Regions from separate parts of the Triticum aestivum genome. Here region 2 is linked to region 1. Evidence: chromatin contacts called from public Hi-C data. All regions are on one chromosome and are shown on one strand. Each heading gives the region's core, a stretch centred on a gene start, on an enhancer-like site or on the middle of the called end of the contact. The rest is flanking DNA. Distances are from core to core; before and after follow the strand shown. Region 1 holds the start of LOC123163172 (polyadenylate-binding protein-interacting protein 7). Region 2 holds the start of LOC123159436 (phosphopantothenoylcysteine decarboxylase).

The links. A called contact is a pair of places that touch in the nucleus more often than the background predicts.
Region 2: a contact with region 1 is called in a Hi-C map of leaf, with 8 times the contacts expected there. The contact joins the promoter of LOC123159436 here to the promoter of LOC123163172 in region 1. A contact is called at or near these places in 3 of 5 Hi-C or Micro-C datasets (leaf and an unstated tissue) and 1 of 1 datasets of contacts at active chromatin or transcription factors (leaf).

Annotation. Positions count from the first base shown.
Region 1 is chr7B:75,242,472-75,249,876 of IWGSC CS RefSeq v2.1, reverse strand. It overlaps LOC123163172 (polyadenylate-binding protein-interacting protein 7), which reads left to right and starts at 4,624. Exons shown (of 6, transcript XM_044580925.1): 1 at 4,624-5,025; 2 at 5,964-6,763; 3 at 7,037-7,405. The coding sequence starts at 6,020.
Region 2 is chr7B:75,626,906-75,633,995 of IWGSC CS RefSeq v2.1, reverse strand. LOC123159436 (phosphopantothenoylcysteine decarboxylase) reads left to right here and starts at 5,680. Exons shown (of 3, transcript XM_044577272.1): 1 at 5,680-5,964.

The DNA.
Region 1 (7,405 bases), core at 3,375-5,874:
CGCACACAGTGAAATAAGAATCTACAAGTATATGGATCATACACACGGTTAACAAACCAACTAGCAATAAAATGGTAACATGCTAGGAGCGCTGACTCAAGTAACGAGAAGGCAATATGAAAGTTAGATATACTAGTCATCTAGGAAAATGCTAAATTTTATCATCATAAACATTCCCTGCTATAATACACATAAACTTATTTCGGCCAAAGCTCTTTGAAAGTAGGAAGTAGGTCAACAGAGTTACGACTTTATCAGGGAAACTAAGGGGGTGTTTGTTTTATGTCATCAAGTGGAATGACACTGGTCGGTTCCATCCCCAAGACCAATTCCCGTGTTCGGATGTTCGAAGGAACCGGAACCACTTGATTCCAGGAACGACATATTCCATGATTATGTCGTCCCGAGCGGTCTCTCCAATTCGAGCAGATCACGCGGAACCGCGCGCTCCCACGACCTCCCCTCCTCACCCATGACCACTACAGCCTCATACGCCATTGGGAGAAGCCGCTCCGAGCACCGGGAGCCGTAGGCGTGCGCTGCCGCTCCAAGCACCAGGAGCCGCGGTCGGGAGCAGCTGCTCCAAGCGCTAGGAGCAGCCGCTCTAGAGGCCGCCACGCTTGAGCATCGAGGACCACCGCTCCTGGTTCTGCGCCACCAAGCCGCCGCCGTGCCGCATCAGCGAGCGAACGGTCGAACTGTGTCGCATTAATCAGAAAGCCGCCGCCACCGCCACTCTCTACCCGGGCCGCCGGAGGGAGGGACGAGAGAGCCGAAGACTCAGGTCGGGCCGCTACCCAAATTGACCTCGACACCTAGGTCATGGCGCCAGTCGTGGTCAGTTTGGAGTTCTTCCTCAAGGCCGGCGTCACATCAATTTTTGTCATTCTGACCCAGGAACGGTTCCATCCTACTCAATTCTCTTCTAACCGAACACCAAGATGGAATCATTCCATTCCTCTGGAATGGAACGGTTCCATGACATTTCACTTGGTTCTAGAACCAAACACACCCTAAGGGAAACCCCCTCCTTGATTAAAATAAGAATACTTTAGGAGGAGCAGGTAATGCACTTATTGATTGCTCATTTGCATTGAAACAACGACAAACTAGAATTGGTCTACACAATATGATAGACAACTGAAGCAACATATACACCTAGCTTCCAAATCAAGCACAATGGATAGCGGGCTGATAGCGGATTGGGGTCCGCGTAGCGGAATGCGGATAGCGGGTGATATTGCGGGCGCTATGTCCACATAGCGGATTTGTAAAAACACTAGATTGTTGTGTATATTTCTAGATCCTTCACAAAAAGTAATTACACTTTAATTTGATCAATAGCGGACCCTATTGCGCTAGCGCTATTGCGGACGCAATAGCGGATGCTATCTCCACTATTTGAAACTATGCATGCACTAGTTCCTTCCATATCAAGAACACCCACCCTTCCAAATCAAGAAAACCGCTAACACATGATTTTGCCCTAGCCATGAATAACCTGCTTAAACCATAACAGAACCAAGGGAAGAGAATTTACTTCTGAACTGGGGATCGAGATGAAGGCGAGGTTATGGGGTCGTCGCTTCGTATTTGGGGAGCCGGCACATCCGTTAGTCATCATAGACATCGATATACATGGACTTGAGAGAAGGCGGTGACGGCGGCCGGGGATGGCGGCGGCATCGATCGAGGACTTCAAAAGCAACTGCCAGAGACTTGGAGGCAGCGGCGGTGGGGGGCGTCGGATGCGAGGGCGGTGACGCCGGGTGGAGAGTGAAGACGACCCACTCGTTCCGACGAGTCTAGACGAGGCCAATCCAGAAGGTCCATTGACGCCGAAAAATTAGGTCAGACGAGTCGACCAACGGGTAATGCCGGTCCATTCCCCCCAACTTGATGGAAGGGGGAGCGGGGATCATGGCTCAGGGCATCTCCAGCCGCGCCCCCAACAGGCCCTCCCCAGGCGATTTTGCCACGCCGGCGCTAAAAAAAGGCCCCAGTCGCGCCCCCAGAAGCCCGTTTTTCGCCGGCTCGGGCCAAAACTGGTGCCGGCGGACCCAGGCCGAACCCGGCGCCCTGGGGGGCGCTTGGGGAGCCGGCACAAGCGAAAAAGGCGCGTGGGCCCGCCCTGGAAGCGACCAAAGGGCCTTTTCCAGCCGTTTCTTGACGCTTTTCCCTCGCATCTCTCCCGCTCGCTCGCCTCCCTCCCGCCATTCTCTTCCTTTCTACCGCCAAACCCCCTCCCGCTCGCCGCGAAGAAGCACACCATGCCGCCGAGGAAGTACGCCATGCCGCGCACGGCGGCAACCGCGACTGGCGCCGTGGCCCAGCCGAAGCAGAGGAAGCCGAGGGCGCCGTCATCGAAGCCACCGGGCCTGTCGAACACCGAGTGGAGGGTGGAAGTTCAGCGGCGCGAAGCAGTCACCGCCGACAGGCGGAACAGGGCCATAGCCAAGAAGGCCCGCGACAACGCGGCGCGCGCGGCGGCGTCTTCCTCATCGGTCGACCAGGCGGGGGTGAATCCACCTGTCGTCAGCCACGCCCAGTACGCGCCCTGGGGACAGCAAGGCGCCGGATCTCCATGGGGTTCATCGTCGCCCAGCTACGCCGACGGCGACGCGCACGGTGGGTTCAACCCAAACGTGACCTTCCCTCATGGTCACCCCGCTACGCGCACGCCTTCGCCCGCCTTCGTCGGCGTGCAGTACCCTCCATACAACTACTCGCCGCCCGCCGCCTATGCGTCCACACCGACGCCCCATCTCTACCGCGGACCGCTCCCCTTCTCACACCTCGGCGACACCGACGACACGGGAGCCGACATGGACGACATCATCGCGACAGGATCGACTGCGGCCGCCGAGTCTCCCGGGTTCGCCACCCAGGACGAGGTAGTGGACCTCAACGGTGACATGGAGGCCGAGCTCGGCTACGTCTACGGCGACGACGCGCAGGAACCCGAGGAGGACGAGGAGGAGGAGGAGGAGTCGGCTCCTGTTCCGACGAAGGGGCGCCGGAAGAAGAAGAAGCGGGCGGCTAGGTCAGGCGAACCGCGCATCAAGTGGACGTCCAAGGAGGAGGAATGCCTCGCCGAAGCATGGAAAGTCGTCTGCCTCGACCCGACCACCGGCGTGAACCAGAGCTTGGACACGTACTGGGACCGCATCAAGGCCGAGTTCGACGAGCGGAAGCTCGTCGACCCCTACTTCAATGGCGTCTACATGCAGCACGGCTCCAAGGCGATGGCGGACCATTGGGGGTGTATCCAGTTGGCGTGCAACAAATGGCATGGAATCGTCGAGGAGGTCGCGGCTCGCCCGGAGAGCGGCGCCAGCGTTGAGGATCAGGTACGCACGCCGTTCGCACGCATATCTTCGTCCCCTACGCCCGCCGCCCACCAACTGTTTGTCCCTCCGCGCAGCTGCTGCGTATGTTCGCCATGTATCGGGGCGACAACCAAGACGCCGACTTCAAGCACCTCCACGTCTACAAGCGCATTGACAAGTGCGAGAAGTGGGCGGAAGTCCGACGTGCCCTCGACAAGGCCAAGGAGACATACAAGCCAAACGCGACGACTCCGGGCACGTCAGAGGGACGGCCGGACGGCCACAAATTGGCAAAGAAGGGGAAAAGCGCCGACGCGGCAACCGCGCGAGTGCAGGAGTCCATCGAGCATTGCCTCGCCGATGCCCAGGCCCGGGCCGTCCTACGCGAAGAGAAGACCGAGGCGCGGTGGTCGTCGCTAATGAAGAGCAATGCCATCAAGCTCGACCTGCTCCGGACGAACGTCGCCGCGAAGAAGAGGAACACCGACATGGCTTTTCTGATGAGCGGGGCGGACATGCTCCAGAGCAACGACGAGAAGCTCAAGGCGTGGTACCTGGTGCAGCGCGGCCTCATCCTGAACGAGCTGCCGACGGCAACGCCCACGCCCACACGGACGCCAAGCCCGAACGACGTCTCTACATCGCCGCCCAGCAGTGCCGAAGCCGCGCCGACGCAGCCCTGCACCGAAGCAGCTCCGGCAACGACGAGGCCGCGCACGCCGACCCCGCCGAGTGAATCGTTGCGCACGGCGGCTCTCTGTTTTTTGTAACGCCAGACTACGTCCGTTCGATCGGCGTCTTTTAAGAGCGGGAACGACCAAGTTTGAATTTCCGCATTCTGGGGCCGGCGCGTGGGGGCGTGACTGAGAGCTAGGTCGTCCCAGAGACCGAACTAGCGCCGGCACGCCCCCAAGCCGCTCTATTTAGGCGCCCTGGAGGCCGAACGGCTGAAGATGCCCTCATGGACGATGGCAAACAGGAACCACGAAACGTTGTGAAGCAGACGGGCGGAGGCAGACCACGGAACCACCGGCGGGAGCCCCGCCGATATTTCCCCCTCGGTCGAATCACCGAGCCGCATATTCGCGTCGCACCGCGGGAGCGGAGACAGGTAGCAGGCAGGCGCACGCGGCCCTGCCCTCATCCCGCCACCGATCCCAAGGCCAAGCCACCACCCACCCATCCTTCCCCTCCACGCCACAGCTCCATCCCGGCCCCACCACCCGCCGCGTCGGGTCAAACTCCACCATCCCTCGCCTATCCTCCTCCTCCGCCTCCCCCCTCCCGTCCGTCCGTCCCTCCTCCTCCCCTCCCCTCCCCTCCCCACGGCCACCCTCCACCACGCCACAAATCCCGGCGACCCACCCCGTCTCCGACCCCGCCTCGGCCACCACCTCCGAATCCCCTCCGTCTCCGCGCCGGCTCCGGCTCCGTCTCCGTCTCGTGGGCGGTGACGACCCGTACCCTGCCCCGCGTCGGGGAGGGGCGGCCGAGGCTTTTTATCCTTCGCGCCCCATATGGGCCGGTCGCCAGCCATATATTACTACCAGCTCATCGACCGGCGGAAGGGCATCGGCTCGCGTTGGCGGGAGCTCTCCAGATCTGCCGCGGACGCTCGCCTCGTGTAGATCCCGTCCGGATCTCGGCGCGGCGTCGGCTTGCTCTCTCCTCAAGCCTCTGCTAGAGCTAGAGCTGTGTATGATTCCGATTCGGGGTGGCGTAGCCCTAAGCTTATTTTCCTTTTCTGTTGTTTTACTGTTACGTTTGCCGCTCATGCGAATTTACTAGTATTATTTTTGCGAATTTACTGATTTAGCGGCGAGGCGAAGTTATTGCCGTAAAAGGGCCAATGCGTACGACTGAAGCGTTAGATATTTCAACGTCCTAGCCGGTGAATTTGGCGTATAGAAACTGCATGGGGGAGATGCAGCTTTTGTGACGCTGGCGGTTGTAGTAGTAGCTCAGGCAGTTATATCTGAGCCAAGAAAGGCCACGCCATTTTGTGTGCAAATGGGTGACGCCCTATTCTAACGCCCTTTTTTGGAAAGATACCTACCGTCTTTTAGGCCTTGTGTAAATTTGGAAACTTCTATTACAAGTAGGCCTTGTAAATTTGGAAACTTCTATTACAAGTAATGCTGATAATACTGTTGCCATGTCTGCATGATAGTAACAAAAAAGAAACTTTTTGAAGCCTAACAGTACGATTTAAAGGACCGACTAGTTTGGCAATTCTAACAACTTGTCAATTAGTTCATCCATATATGTCATGTAAATTAATAAATGGCTTACCTAGATTAGAGTTCACATTTCGTTTGCTCTAAATATGACTCAAATAATTGGAGCCAGACCTTATTGGATTAGTTTTTATTTGCGTGTGCTGTTTTTGATAAGCATGAAATTGTTTTTCCCTCGAAAATAAAATCGATTCTCAGTAATCTGGCATAAATTTATTATTTATAGCTACCTCACAGAAAATTATGGGAGTAACTAAACAGTTTTGCAGATTAGCAAATAGCTTCTTGCCATTACAGGATACATGGCTTTTCTATTTCAGTTATTCATAGGAAATGTAATTCTTGTAAATGTGCTGAACCATACTAATACTAACCTTGATGTTTACCACCTTTTCAGGGTTTGGGTAAATCTTATTGGAAGAGTTTTCCTGTACATGTAATTTCTGTTAAAAGATGACTTCACTGAATAAAGTTGTTCCAAATAATGGTGATGCAAGGTCAATGTTGCCAAATAAAATCACTGCATTAAATCCCAATGCAGCAGAGTTTGTCCCTTCATGTGTTATTAGACCATCCTATGGTAATAGCACAGCTTCAGATGCAAGTAAGTCTGAACTTAGGGGGTCACCTGGAAAAAAAATTCTAGATAGGTCTGAGTCGTCCAAGTCTAATAACTCAGACGATGAGGCACACCAGTTCTGGCGTAAGCAGCTCCCAGATGATATTATTCCAGACTTCACTTCTTTCGAGAAAATCGAACAAGAACCTGAAGAACTGTCCCTTGCTGGATTATCCTTGAATGCACCTCCTTTCTATGGGACAAAAGCTAGCCGCTTGTCAAGAGAACACCAAGAGTTGTCTTCTTCAGCTAGCAACCTGGAACTTGGGCATACCAATTTATTTTACGAGGATAATTCACAGTCAACCTTTTCAACTGTTGGTTCAAGCAATTGGGAGCAAAATTACGTGGGTGACCTCCACTTTGCTAATGAAAATCAGGACCTTCAGTATGATCCTACCACAGGCTTTACTGACAGTTTTGCTAGTGAGTACGTTGCAGCATCAGATGGCCTTTTTGATCCCCTAGAGTATTTAGCGTCTCAGTTTCCTGGATTTTCAGCAGAGAGTCTTGGGGAGCTGTACTATGCAAATGGATGTGACTTCAATCATACTATTGAAATTCTCACCCAGCTAGAGGTAATCTCTTTCTATCTGTAATTTTCACACTAACTCCTCTATACGTCCAATCAGAGCATTGCTTAATATAGCTGACTCTTCTTGATGTATATTGCTGAAACTTTAATGAATTTTCTTTCTGCTCAAGGCACCAGTATTAAACATATCCTTTGAAAGACAATATTAAAATCTCTTTCCTCTTTATTTGGTAATATACATTGCTTCGAGCAGTTATGTTACAATTGCAACATTCAGTAGTATCTCCAAGGGTTATTTTTTCTTTTGATTTTTCAGATGCAAGTGGATCCTACTTCCAATCAGGCAATGAATTTGACCCCCAGCTCACCAAACTTTAGTACGGGCGACTTTCCTGCCCTGCCAACAGCAGAAGATCAAAACGGTTTCTCTAAGGGAGATATGGATATCCTTGGCTTCTTCAGTGGGCGCAATTCTTCCACCATATCTAGTGGTACTGGTGATTTTGTTTCAGCTGTTCGGAAACTTGCATCGCAGAATTCTGGCCACAACAAGTTCAAAAAGGGTCCTGATTACGGCAATGGTGTTTCTACCGTTTCTGTACCCAAGCAGTACAGTTTTGGTTCTAAAACATCTTCCGGGAACAAGTATCAAAGTGTTAGTAGTGCACGTGCAGCTGCAACTCCA
Region 2 (7,090 bases), core at 4,431-6,930, 380 kb before region 1:
TAGACATGATGGTTGCAGCATCAGTGGGTAAGAAGACCTCTGACAGTTTCTGATGATCCCATTCCGCATCTGGCGTTATGAGCTCGGAGACTAGCTGTGGGGGATTGATTGCTCAACTTACAATAGGCCACATGTTGTGTTCTCTGGGTGGCCAATTGTGTCGCCAGATATATGTGGATGCGCCATCTCCCACTCTTCTGATCATCCCCTGTGTCATCGTGTCTCGCCCCTCAAGAATGGCACGCCAAATTTGGGACGGAGCACTCCCAAGTTCGGCTTCAAGGAAGTCGCTAGAGGGAAAGTATTTGGATTTCAAAATTCTGGCGCTTAAAGAGTTGGGATCTGCAAGAATCCTCCAAGCCTGACGAGCTAGAAGGGCAAGATTGAAAAGCTCAATATCACGAAAACCCAATCCGCAACTGTATTTAGGTCTTGTCATGGCACTCCACGACACCCAACTAGCTTTCTTTTCCCCTTCTTTGCTTCCCCATCAGAACCTGCGTATAAGAGAGTTAATATGCTCACATAATCCATGAGGTAACTTTTTTTAGGGGAATCCATGAGGTAACTTGAAGCTTTTTTTTTTGAGAAATCTCGTCACTTTATTATATAACAGCAATGTTCATAGGTACACGACTTTGGTCATGGGGAACTCCCAACCAAACATGCCGACCTACTCCTAAGTTACAAGAAAACTTGGCAAGATTATGAGCCTTGAAATTATGATTTCTACGCTCGAAAACAAAAACAACCGAATTGAAAAAGCTTCTCCTAAGTGTTATTTCATGTACTATAGCCGAATGCGGACCGCTTGTTCCTTCATTTATATCTTGAATCACTCCTTTGCAATCCGAGGCAATCATCATGTTTGTCGCATGAAGATCCTCTGCAAGAGCTAGAGCTTCCCTGCACGCAAATGTCTCCAAGATTGTGGGGTCGGTTATACCACGATAAACAACCGCTGATGAACCCAAATATGCTCCTGTGTGATCTCGGCACACTGCTGCGACTGCCCCGCCATGTCTATGACGCCCCACAGCACCATCCACATTGATCTTCGCAACACCCAGCGGTGACGCACACCAGCTCATGTTTCCTCCTTGCTATACTGCCTGCACTTGTCGCTCGATGGGCTTCTCCAGTTGCTGCAGCTCGTTAAGATATGAGGTGACAAACGAGGAAGTTTGCATTGGAGATTGAAAAACGCCTTCATGTATCGCCTTCCTCCTGGCATACCAAATCTCCCACAACATCACAACCATCTTAGTAAAAGACTACTGATCAAGATCGTCGTGCATCCTAAACAGCCAGTTCTTGGCGCTGGGTTCCTCGATCTCCGCCATATCTGCCACTAGGCCTGCATCCGATAGAACCCACGTACAGTGTGCCGACGTGCATGACACCAGGGCGCGACGCCATGAGTCTAGAGATCCACACAACGGACAAGCGCCGCGTGTTGCCATGTTCCTCTTGTTCAAAAAATCTGTCGTTGGGAGTGAGTGACGGGCAAGTCGCCATAGGAAGATTCTGACCTTTGAAGGCACCTTCAGCGACCAAAGCAAGGTCCAGTCCTGCTCTTCTCTCTCATTGCTTCAGGATCCACTCCTCCCTTCAAGCCAGTTTTCCCGAGAAATTTTCATTGTGATCATGAACTTATAAGCCGAGCTCACTGTAAAAGATCCCTTCTTCTCCGGGTGCCATGCCCAAAAGTCCTCAACATTACTCGTGCACACAGGAATCCGCATGATCGCCTCGGCATCTGTAGGCAGGAAAACCTCTCGAAAACGGTTCTCATTCCATGTTCCAGTTGTTGGATGGAGTAGCTCCGACACTAGCTGTGGTGGGTCTAGGACCCGAGATACAATTGCCCGCAGTGGTCCCTCCTTAGGTATACAATTATGATCCCATATGCTCGTCGTGTGACCATTACCAACCCTCTGAATTATGCCTTGTTTTAGAATGTCTCGCCCCTCTAGGATAGCTCGCCAAATCTGCGAAGGACGTGAACCCAACTCTGCCATAAGAAACTCCACGTTTGGGAAATAAGACGCCTTGAGGATCCTAGCGCTCAGAGATGAGGGATCGTGCAGCACCCTCCACGCCTGTCTAGCTAACAATGCTAGATTAAAAAGCTCGAGGTCTCTGAAGCCCATTCCTCCCAAGTACTTTGGCCTCGTCATTACTTCCCATGATACCCAAGCCGGTTTTCGTTGCCTTTCCTTGCAGCGCCACCAGAACTTGTGGATGATGGAATTTATATGTTCACATAAGCCTCTGGGGAGCTTGAAACATGACATGGAATAAACCGGAATAGCATGTGCAACCTACTTGATCAGCACCTCCTTACCCCCTACAGACAGGCACTTGCCCATCCAGCCTTTCACCTTGTCCCACACCCTGTCGCTCAAGTGTTTGAAGGTGCCCTTTTTTGCATGTCCAACATCTGCGGGCATGCCAAGATATTTGTCACTTAAAGACTCATTAGGAACCTGGAGGCTTCCCTTCACTGCATCTCTAACGATCTATGGGAATCCTTTCCTGAAGAAAATCGATGATTTTTCCTTGTTGATCCTCTGGCCTGAGGCCAAACAATAAGTATCCAAAAGGTGTGACACTTCTTCTGCTCCATCAACACTCGCCTTGAAAAACAGCAGGCTATCATCCGCGAATAGAAGATGGTTCACCGACGGAGCCGATGGAGCCACCTTGATGCCGCTGAGCTGGGATGATCCATTCTGAGATTTTAACAGGCACGAAAGGCCCTCTGCTGCCAACAAGAAAAGGTATGGAGAGATAGGTTCTCCCTGACGAATACCTCTGGATGGCAAAAACTCTTCTGATTTGCATCCGTTAAACATTACTGAAAAAGAAACTGTTCTGACCATGGTCATGACAGTGGAGACCCATGATGCTGCAAAGCCCAGTTTCCTCATTATAGCTTCCAAGTAGTTCCACTCCACTCGATCATACGCCTTCATCATGTCGAGCTTGGGAGCACAATAGTTATTGTTCTATGACTTATTCCTTTTCATAAAGTGCAAACACTCATATGCTGAGATTATGTTATCAGAAATAAGCCGGCCAGGCACAAAGGCTGACTGCTCTTCAGAAATAACATCAGGAAGTATTAACTTCAGCTGATTAGCTAGAACCTTTGAAGCTATCTTGTAAAAGACATTGCATAAACTGATAGGTCAGAATTGAGATAGAAGAGTTGGTTTTGATACCTTGGGGATTAATACCAAAACAGTGTCATTCACGCACTCGGGGCTTTCTTCTCCTTGGACCATGCTCAGGACAGCTCGTGTCACCGCCGCACCACAGATATCCCAGTGCCTCTGAAAGAAGTGCGCCGGAAACCCGTCCGGCCCCGGGGCCTTAGTCGGAAACATTTGGAAAAGTGCAATCTTGACTTCTTCCTCCTTGTACGGCGCCAAAAGAGTCTCATTCATCGCGTCTGTTACCCTCGAGGGGACATATTGAAGCACATCATCCAGCCCGTCCACCCCTTCCGAAGTGTATAAGGCTTTATAAAAGTCCAGCACCATTTGATGCATCTCCGATAACTCCTCCGTAAGCTGCCCATCTTGCTTCTACAAAGATTTTATCAGGTTCTTGTGCCATCTATTTGAAGCTCGGAGGTGGAAAAAATGTGTGTTTCTATCCCCCTCCGACAGCCAGGCCACCCGCCAACGTTGGCGCCACATTATTTCTTCCCAAAGATATAGCTCAATCAAACGATCATTTGTTTTGATCTCAACATGACTAGGTGCAGTCCTCGCTGGATCGCTCCTGAGCCGCTCTAAATCTCTCTTCAGCCTCCTTATTTCTGACTTGACACTCCCAAAAGTTTGACTTGCTCCACTCCCCCAAGTTATTGGACAGGGATTGCAAATTTGCTCGAACTTCTGTCGCCGTTAGATTAGGCCGTTCGCCTCCCATGCATGCTGGCCGTGGGAATCAACTCGAGATGCGTGTCCCACATGCATTCATACCGAAACGGTTTGTCTCCCTGCTTCCTTTTGTCCTGTGGAGCCAATGTGAGATTTATAGGAGAGTGGTAAGATGTTGCAGCTGTTAAGTGATCGACCACTTCTAGTGGAAAACGTGCACACCACTCGGGCGTGCCCAAGGCCCTGTCTAGCCTGACTCTGGTATATGATCCACCGATGACCCTCTTTTCGAAAGTCCACTTACGACCCTGGTAGCCAAGATCAATCAGGCCACACACATCTACCGCATCACGAAAACCTTGAATCTGAGTTGGACCGCTCTGTCCAATTCCCTCGTGTTTGTCATAGCGGAGAACCTCGTTGAAGTCCCCAATGCACATCCATGGCATGTTTTGGAGGGCAGCCAGGTTTTTCATTGTGTCCCACGTTCTGTGACGAAGATGAGTTCGTGCCTCTCCGTAAAAACATGAGAGCCTCCACGGGTCTCCTCCATCTCAGAGATCTTCACGTCAATATGATACTGCGAGTAGCCCAACACCTCAACCTTTATTTCATTATTCCAGTACAAAGCTAAACCACCACTTCTACTGGTGGAACCAACAGCAAAAGATGAATCAAAACCTAAAGTACTTCATAGATTTTCAGCTCTAACTTGAAGCATGGCATAGAGTAGACTTTTTTTTTGAGACAACCTCACGAAGCTTTTTATTAAGTCGTCCCAATGTTTACAGGGACGAAAGTAAGGTCTCCAGGATGGCCCAACCACACATGGCGGCCAATCCCGAGCGACAGAGCGTGCTTCGCTAGGTTGTGAGCTTCAAAATTTGAGCTCCTAAATTCATGGGAAAAATTACATAAATCAAAAGCTAACGAGTGATCTATTATTTCATGCACTATGGATCCATAAGATGATGCATTCTCCTTCTTTAGATCCTCCACCACATTTTTGCAGTCCGAAGCAACATGAACTCGCCTCTGATAGAGGTCATCAGCTAGCGCCAAACCCTCCCTTATAGCAATGGCTTCAAGAATCTGTGGATCAGCTATGTGCTTCACTGCCAGCACGGACGCCCCCAGAAACACTCCTTCTGAGCTCCTGCAAATCGCCCCCACAGCTCCATATCGCGCATGCCTGGAGGTGGCGGCATCAAAACATTGATCTTGACACAACTTGCAGACGGAGGCTGCCATTGTGTCGGCCTGTTAACAGTAGTAGCTCTCTGTCGAACTTCCCTTTTAGTGATTACGCTGATATCACGGAGATAGCTCATAATGAAACCATATATGGATTGTGGGGATTGGAAGATATCTTCATAAATCGCTTTCCTTCGAGCACTCCAAATAGACCACATAATGACGATCATATGTGCAAACTTGTCTCTGTCCAAAATCTCGCTCGGCGCAAACAGCCAGTCCTTGGGATTCTCATCTTGCCTCTCCACTAGATGATGAACCAGCTCCTCCGGCGCTAAGGCCCAGACACTACTCGACATTGGACAAGTGAACAAAGCGTGCCTCCATGTATCAATCGCCCCGCACAAGGAGCAGTTATCCTCGGTGGCCATGTTTCGGTGCTTCAACAGAGAGGTCGTCGGCATTGATCGTCTCGCAAGCCTCCATACAAACATTCTGAGTTTTTTTTTTTTGGCATAGAGTAGACTGGCACACATATGATCGACCCAGACCTGATAAAAGAGGGCCGAAGCACCAATCTGCAGGGGAGAAGGATTTCGGCCTGGAAGGCCCAACACCGGACCAGCGACGACCAGTCCAGTCCGAGTCTGACCAAGCGAGAAAGTGACCAGTCGAAGTCCCGACGCTCCACAGCGGCCAGCGCCTCCAGTCGCTCCCAATTCCCTCCGCCCGCGGCGCGCCGCTCCGGGCAGCCTCGGTCGCTGCCGCCGCCGCCGCCTCCGCCTACCGCTGCCCGAAGACGCTCTCCGGCCCCTCCCGCCTCCGCCGCCGTCTTCAACCGCTTATCTGCCAGCGCCCCTACCAAATCGCCTCTCAGGTGAGTAGATCCCGGACCCTGAATCTCTGATGCTGCTGCGGTCGTGGTACTTCGTGAGAAATTGGCCCATTAAGTTGCTGCCAGAAGGGCTAGACTCCTCTTGGATTTGTTTCCTGTAGCTTCCATGCTTATACAGAATCATTCATAGGGTAGTTACTGCCAAGGCTGGTGGCGTTTCGTCCCTAAATAAATAAAGGACCAGTGGCTTTCATACAAAATGTTAGGCTATATGTTGATTCTGTTCATGTGATTTCAAAATGCAAGTTACGTGTGAGGGCAGCAGTCTGGATCTGTTTCAGTTTCATCTATGCTCCATGCTTGCAAAGAATCATAGGGTAGTTATGCCCAGAGTAGTAGCTTTTCGTTCCTGATTAAACACTAGTGGCTTTTCTGATGCAGTTTTCATACAAAATGTTAAGTTATGTGTTGATATGCTTCATGGTTTTGAGAAATGCAAGACACGTTTGAGGGTGACGATTTCGTGTGAAAGGCAGCAATTGCCACCGGTGTGCAACATAAGTAGGTCGACTCCCAAAGGGTTCTCCAGGGCAGGGAGGGAACCGAAGCTGGTAGATCCAATACCCTAGTGGCCTAGTTCTTTCTTTGACGGGTTCGGTTCGGAGTCGATCTGCACATGACTGTGCCAGCCATAGTATGTACTTTTGCTGAGATACATGTATTATATTTGATTCCAATTGCAATCTAGGGAGACTTCTAATATGTTAAGTTAATCTTTAGAGGCCAAACTTTTACACTGCGCATAGTAAGTTTGACATAGTTCAGACATAAGCATAGTCCTGCACTTCTGAAGTAGCGTTGAAAAATTAGTGTTTGACTTTCTGTAATTTTTGGAATTATTAGAATTCTTTATGATTTATTAGACCATTTTTATGGTTTAAAATATTTTAATTGAGCAAGTAAATTTGGATCAAGCAGTTAAACGATATTTTACTTTAGTACAAAATACGCAAGTTTGGATACCTGGTTTTACTTGAATTCATTAGATTGTTTTGCTGTTTTCTAAAGGAAAAGTAAGTCATAGTTTGAATATCCAAATGTTTACTTAGATATATCCTTCCCTAGATCAGGTGGAAATCACCTCCCGAATATTTATTAACTATTACTC